Regions from separate parts of the Mus musculus genome. Here region 2 is linked to region 1. The links are chromatin contacts, called in public HiChIP or PLAC-seq maps. All regions are on one chromosome and are shown on one strand. Each heading gives the region's core, a stretch centred on a gene start, on an enhancer-like site or on the middle of the called end of the contact. The rest is flanking DNA. Distances are from core to core; before and after follow the strand shown. Region 1 overlaps Tmem44 (transmembrane protein 44). Region 2 holds the start of Lsg1 (large 60S subunit nuclear export GTPase 1).

Region 1 (3,508 bases), core at 70-2,569:
CAATCCCCCCCACCCCCAACTCCCATTCTCCCCCTCCTCTCTGTTCAGAAGAATGCTTTCATGGCTGATGTGGGCTCATCACTGTAAATTTATGCTTTGATTCTCTCATTGGCAGAGGGATTCACACCCAGCATCTAAATAACCCAGCAAAGGGTAAAGCCTTGCTCTCAGGCCCCAAGTCCTCTGAGTCCCCACGTCTACCACATAGTAGGGCAGGGGCCACATCACGGGTCAAAATGCACCTGAACTGAAGACTCACAACTACCCTGTAACTCCAGCTCCAGGAGGTCTGACACCCTCTTCTGACTTCATGGGCTTCTGCTCACATGTGGTGGGGCATACACATACCTCAGATGCACACACACATACAAAAATGAAGAGCCTTTTTGAAAAATGTAAGTTGTATTTGTAAAAGAGCATTCCTGCCTAGCAGGATGGCACACACCCATAACCCCAGTGTCTGAAGTAGAAGGATCTGAGTTTCAGCACAGCTTAGCCTACAGACACCCACCCCCTCAAATAAACAACAACAACCAAACCAACAACAAAATACTCCAAAAGCAAAGCAAAGCAAAACCAAAATACAATCAAAAGCAAAGCAAAACCAAACAAGCCCTCTGGTTGCTAGTGTAGACAGCAGGCTGGAACGGGTGTTAAATAGCAGCCAGTGGACAGCTGTTTGCCTTAAGAAAACACCCCCATCCCTTCTGAGACAGTGTGAGTGCAGCCTGGATTGCTAATAGCTAGCACAGGCATTATTTCTGTTTTGTTTGTTGCAGGGCTTCACCTGTCCCTGGAGTTGGACTCACTGTGTAGCCCAGGCTGACTCTGAAATTGGAGCAATCTTCTGCCTCTCATCTCCAGTACAGGCTTCATTAACTATTTTTTTTAAAAATATATTTTATGGGGGGGGTGGGTATGGGGGACCTTTGGGATAGCATTGAAAATGTAAATGAGGAAAATACCTAATAAAAATGTATAAAAAATATATTTTATTATTTCATAGGTTCAGGTATTTTGTCTGCATTCACATGTGCACTGCTTAGCCAGAAAAGGGCATCGGGTCCCCTTAAGCAGGAATTACAGTCGTTTATGAGCCACCAAGTAGACGCCCAGAATTGCTCTGAAAGAACAGTTATAGCCCCGGAGCCACCTCTCCAGGCTCCTCATTGACTATTTTAAAAGAAGCATTTGCAGGACCAGCAAATAGCCTGGGTGGGAAGAGGGTGGCACAACGGGAAGAGAGAGGGGAGTCTGGGGCTTGAATCACTGCATAGATAGGGACAGCACTTCCTGTGGGGACAGCACTTCCTGAGGTGCACAGAGAGCCTATCTGGGCAGGGAAAGCCTGCACTGTGTGGATGTGGTAAGTGTGGGACACCATGTGGGGCATCTGGGACTGGAAGTAAGGGGAGAGGAACAAGTGTTTCCTCAGAGTCAGCATGAGGGAGGACTGGGCAGTGAATCTGGGGTCTGCAGAAGCACACCAAGAGGAGGAAGCACGCCCCGTCAGGGTTGAGACAATCCCACTCTAACCTTCAGATCTTACCTTAAGGGTTTTTGTTCATTTGGAGATGTTATTCATCTTGCTGGGTTGTTTTTTCCCCCCTACCTCTTTGAGACAGGGGTCCTACTGTGTAGCTGTAGCTGGCCTGAACCTTGTTAGGTAGACCAGCCTGATCTGGAATCCACAGAGATCCTCCACATCCACACCGTTCTACAGGAGGGACTTGAGTGTTAACGATGAAGTTTGCCCTTAGTGTGAAGTGGCAGAAAACACTGGTGGGGCTGCAGAATCAGCAGTGGGGGCCAAGTGAGTCTCAGTCAGACAGAAGTGATTGAGGATTCAGCCACTCAGAGGTCACTGGTGACCTGACCAAGGAATCTTAGAATAGTGGGAGAAGGAGGTGAACTTTTTGTCATCTCTTTCTCAACCCTCTTTCCCTTGAGGACCCAGAAGGTAAGCCATAGCTCCGAGGTCCCTTCCCCACTCTACCTACAATCCTTTGCTTCCCTGTCTGCCTCAGCCTCAGCCCAAAGTCTTGCCACCTCTTTTCAAGACCGACCAGCTTCTAGTGACGTCTCCCTGCCTATCTGCTGCCTAGTGATGCTTCAAACATGCACAGGTGACCTTGAGCTTAGCTCCGAAGCCTTCCCAGAGGTCACTGCCCTCAGACTGGCAGCTAGATACTACAGCTGGTGATCTTATTCTTTTCTTCATCTTTCATACACACCACATTCTGGGAGGGACTAAAATATGTCTCTTTTGTATAGAGATTATTTTAAATTAAAGACAAGTAAAAGCCAACAGAAACAGGGAAACTCTTTGCCATTTTATAGCTTCCCCAAGAACAGTCATTCCTCAGAGCTGAGGGGGCTCCTTCTGAGGCTCCCAAGGATACAGAAACCTAGGCCGCTCAAGTCCCTGCTGTAGAATGGTGTGGATGTGGAGGATCTCTGTGAGTTCCAGGTCAGGCTGGTCTATGTAACAAGTTTCAGGCCAGCTACAGCTACACAGTAGGAGTCACTCCCCACCCCTAGTAGCTACACAGTAGGACACACACACACACACACACACACACACACACACGCACGCACCATCTCAAAGGAAAAGAAAACCCAGCAGGATGAAGAACAATACCTCCAAATGGACAAAAGTCCTTAAGGTAAGATCTGAAACTGAGGGAATGTACCATGAGAGGAAATGTAGGTAAAATACTTTAAAATACAACATAGGCATGAATTTTCTGAGCAGGACTCCTGGATTTCCTTTTCAGGGGTTGATAAATGGAACCTCAAGAAATTAAGAAGCTTTTGAGCGACAGAGGAAGTGGTTAACCAAGTAAAGAGACAGCCCACTGAAGGGTGAAAAAAAATCTTTGCTAGTTGACATTACTACCTGAAATGTATCATGATAATATTAGCCATCTATACATCCAACATTAACACATAAAATATACAAAGATCTGAAAAAACTAAACAAGAAATCAACTCAATCAATAAATAGTCTAATGAAATGTGCAATCCACAAAAGATGAAATATAAGTGATTGATAAAGTACAAGGAAGTGCTCAACCTCAGAGAAATCTTAATTAAAAACTACATTGAGGGGGCTGGAGAGATGGCTCAGTGGTTAAGAGCACTGACTGCTCTTCCAAAGGTCCCGAGTTCAAATACCAGCAACCACATGGTGGCTCACAACCATCCGTAATGAGATCTGACGCCCTCTTCTGGTGCATCTGGAGACAGCTACAGTGTACTTAGATATAATAATAAATAAATCTTTTAAAAAAAGATTTACACACACACACACACACACACACACACACACAAACACACACACAAACACAGAGAGAGGCAGAGACAGACAGAGAGAGAATGAAAAGGAACAAATTCTAACAAAGTCACAGACAAAAGGGAACCCATATACATTTACTGGCAGTAATATAAACTAGTCTAGCCACCAGGAAGTCAGCATGGAAGAGTCTCAGGAAACTAAAAATAGATC
Region 2 (3,702 bases), core at 453-2,952, 54 kb after region 1:
CAACAACGCAAAAAAACAAGATCAAATATTTAAATGAACAGTTTCTTACCTCAGCAAGGGCACGCCCCCTTTATTGAAGCGAATTTTATTGTGTCCTCATTTTACTATCAAGGAAACTGAGGTTTAAATAGGTAAAATAATTTACCTATTGTTCCAAACTAAGTACTGATGAAGAACTAGAACCCAGACTGTCTTGACTCGGCTGGCCAATTAAAAATATTTCATAGGGATCTATGAGAGAGAATATTTTAAAGCCAAGTGTGGTGGTGCATGCTGTCATCAAAGGAGCAGGAGTCTCAGAGACCACAAGTTTAAGGGCCATCGTGAACTGTGTAGAGATCTGTTTCCCCACTCCCCTTAGTCTCCTCTGCCCCAAATCCCAAGGGCTGGGAGACTGACTTGCCTGGAATGACCATTAAAAAAAGAGCTACCTGCTAATTGATTTCTCATACAACCCTGAGTTTGGACAGGCGGTGGTGGCGCACGCCTTTAATCCCAGCACTTGGGAGGCAGAGTCAGGCGGACTTCTGAGTTCGAGGCCAGCCTGGTCTACAGAGTGAGTTCTAGGACAGCCAGGGCTACACAGAGAAACCCTGTCTTGCAAAAAAAAACAAAACAAAACAAAAAACAAACAAAAAAACCCAAAAAACCAAAACAACCCTGAGTTTGATATATACCATCCCAAGTTATATGCTTACTACAGATACAAACATAGTTTTTTTTTTTTTAAACGAAATTAAGGATTAAAAGCTTAGGATTAACAAATATCAGGATATGAGTTAGAATTTCTTTAGATTAAAATTAAACCTCTCCACTATTTCCCGAAGGCCAGTACATTGAGAGTAGTATCAAAAGTCCAGACTTGAACACTGAGAAAGAAGCATGTGTGTCTTCCTCAGAGTTTGGAAATGGGACGATGTAACGGACACGCACCAGGGACAACTTCAGCACAGGATTTTAGTGAGGACTCGGAATGTCCTCAAATACTCTGCTGGGATTAATTTCTATACTTCATTTACTTTTTAAGGCTACCACGATCTTCCCTAAGCTTCTAGAGACAATGTCAATTTCTTACGATAAACCCCAAGGGGGCAAAACAAGGCAAAGCAGAGATCGCCTCTAACGGAACCATCTCTAGAGGATCGATTCTCTGGGCAACTAAAATCGGAAAGTTTAAAAGATCCAAGCATGGTGGCCACGGCTTGTAAACCCAGAACTCTCCAGGCACAGGCACGAGGAAGGCAGTCCTGAGCCAAACTTGGCTGCATACGGAGACTTTGTTTCAAAATTTTACGATAACAAGTTATCTTCTTTATAGAAATATCCAAGAGCGCCCGTGGCTTCTAGAGCATAACTCAAACACAGTGAAACATTCCAACACGATGGGTTCTTCCCATTTTCATTACACACTAGTCCTGTATCAAGCCTCTCTGCGCCCTGCTGGGGTCTGCTTCCAAACCCTGTTCAGGCGCGACTTCTGGCTCCAACTTTTGTAGCATGGAGGCACTCAGAACAAGACAGAAAGACTATGGAGAGCACAGATTTCCTTACCCAGGAGTCAGTATGACGGTGGCTGCGGCTTCGCTGAGTCTGCTGCCGGATAAGTACTCGGCCCAGGGACCCACCACCCGGCGCTCGTCTCCGACCCATAACCACGCATCAACAGCACAAACCACTGCTCAGCACGCGAGGCTTCCGGTTTCTCCGGCTGTGAACCCGGAAGTGATGTAAGAGCGAGCCTAAGTTGTCCAGTCCGGAAGTGTAACAGCGGGGTATTGAATGACTTGTTTCAGAATGATTTTGGTAGATCCCAAGTTTGACAATATTATAGAGAAGAAATGTAAAATTTTTTTCTCGGTGATTCCTTATGGCTACTCCTACGACTGTTTCCATTTTGATACACTGACCGATTTAAGAGAATGGTACATTCCAGACTTGTACTCCACTGTTTAAAGTCCGGCGGGAAATTGGGACAACTGGAAAATATGTCCGCTCAAGTTCACGGGACTAACTCCATCTTCCCCGCGGCTTCCGTCAGGAAGAGGAGGGGACTCCGGTGAAAGAAGAGTGCTTCTGTGGCTCTAGGTGGCAGAAGGTTCCCGATGCTGGTTTTTCTGCTCAGCAATTAAATCGATTTTTGTTTTCCTAGTATTCACTAGTTGCGGAGCAGGGAGAAAAATTCACACATGGGTGAGAGTTTAGAATGGGCAGTTAAAAAGCATTTTCAGAACTAGAAAGTGAAAGCCGGCGGCGTTGCGCTTCTGCTTTCTGGAGCAGAAAAAAAAAAGTTCACATGTTCCAGTGAGCATTGTATCAACATTTTTTATAATTAAAGTTAAAGCGAAAATAGTGATCTGGCTCCACTAATAGATATTCAATGCCCCAAACCAATCATCGGCTTTCCTCGTAATGTGTATATATAAAAAGTCAATTTAAGCCAGGCGTGGTGACACACACCTTTAATCCTAGCACTTGGGATACTGGATGGCAGATCTCCACAAAGAGAGCTCCAGGACAGTCAGGGCTACACAGTGAGACCCTTTCTAAAAAAGAAAAAAGAAATCAGTTTATAATCGACTGTGTTGAATAACATCCTCATTGGGGAGACCACGGTAACATGCTGCTTAGCCATGGAAGTAGTTTTCACCGGCTATAGATCAAAGACATGCTATGAGTTAGGAGTCTTGTTACACTTCCATTATTATTGAGAGTACTCGGTCATTGTTGCTAACTTGTTTGATTAATCTATGTATAATAAAATATTATAACTAAGTGGCACATAAACATGTATATATACACATATATGTGTATCTATGTATACGCACGCGCACACACACACATGCATGCCCACAATATTTTTACTTGTCAGTTAAAATAATTACGAAAAACATCAGGAAGGCACCTAGTCTGTTAACTTTTCTAACTTTAATGTGTACAGAAATTTCCCAGGAATAACCTTAACAGAATGACTGATTCATAAGTTCTGGGTGCTGTGTGTGTGTGTGTGTGTAACACGTTTCCAGGTAACAAGTAACAAGAGCAGCCCAGCCCGTTCTTTTCTGGTGCCGATGAAGACGCTGCAGTGGACTAGTTAGCAGCCAGCAGAACTGGGACCACACCGCTCACCCATTTCTGACTCTTTGCCCACTTCCTTTTTGTGTGCCATACCTCCACTAGACTCTTGCTTAATTGGAGTGAATTTTGTGGAGCTCCCAAAGGAATGACAAAGTCGGTGGCAGTTGGAAAGTCTTTGGGACGGCAGTGCTCACAAACCAGAGAAGGAATGGACGAGAACATGAATTCTCTGTTTCCCAGCATAGAAGCACGACTGTAAAATCTCTGAACACACTCTCCAGGAGGAAGATAGAGAGAAGATACACAAATAGAATTAGAGACAGCATCTGTTTTTGTTTTTTTTTTTTTATGCAAGAGCAAGAGAAATTTTATTTAATCCAGCATGCAGGGGTCACCCTGCATATAGGGAGAGAGCGACCGCATCTGGCACTGTTAAAGTTAACCCTAACTCAAGGAAATGAAGAGGGTTATGCATTTTAATAATGGCAACACTAATAGAGAGTTTAGAGAAAATGGCCATCTCATTACTAGAGTAACCATTCAACCAGTAACTCAAGGCTTCACCTTAGTTTCCTTTTCCAGAGCATTTGAAAAAGGAAACCCTCTTGGCTGGTTGGTTAGTTAGTT

Evidence for each region. HiChIP or PLAC-seq counts read pairs in DNA pulled down with a chosen protein or histone mark.
Region 2: a BATF HiChIP or PLAC-seq map of CD8 T cells shows a contact between it and region 1, with 8 read pairs. The contact joins the promoter of Lsg1 here to the enhancer-like site in region 1. A contact is called at or near these places in 2 of 39 promoter capture datasets (the C10 cell line and macrophages), 2 of 484 Hi-C or Micro-C datasets (the G1E-ER4 cell line and forebrain), 9 of 115 datasets of contacts at active chromatin or transcription factors (the 230-238 cell line, CD8 T cells, the SCID.adh cell line and 4 more) and 2 of 9 other capture datasets (adipose tissue and liver).

What each region holds. Positions count from the first base shown.
Region 1 is chr16:30,532,457-30,535,964 of GRCm38.p6, forward strand. All of the region lies in intron 8 of Tmem44 (transmembrane protein 44), which reads right to left. Among named protein-coding and RNA genes, the nearest start is that of Gm52252, 14 kb to the left of the region's middle. Within about 2 kb of position 1,320, at least 32 of the 459 cell types and tissues checked have an H3K27ac peak or open chromatin away from gene starts, as enhancers often do. A contact at or near this core is called in CD8 T cells, where this site is marked.
Region 2 is chr16:30,585,887-30,589,588 of GRCm38.p6, forward strand. It overlaps Lsg1 (large 60S subunit nuclear export GTPase 1), which reads right to left and starts at 1,703. Exons shown (of 14, transcript NM_178069.5): 1 at 1,552-1,703. The coding sequence starts at 1,650.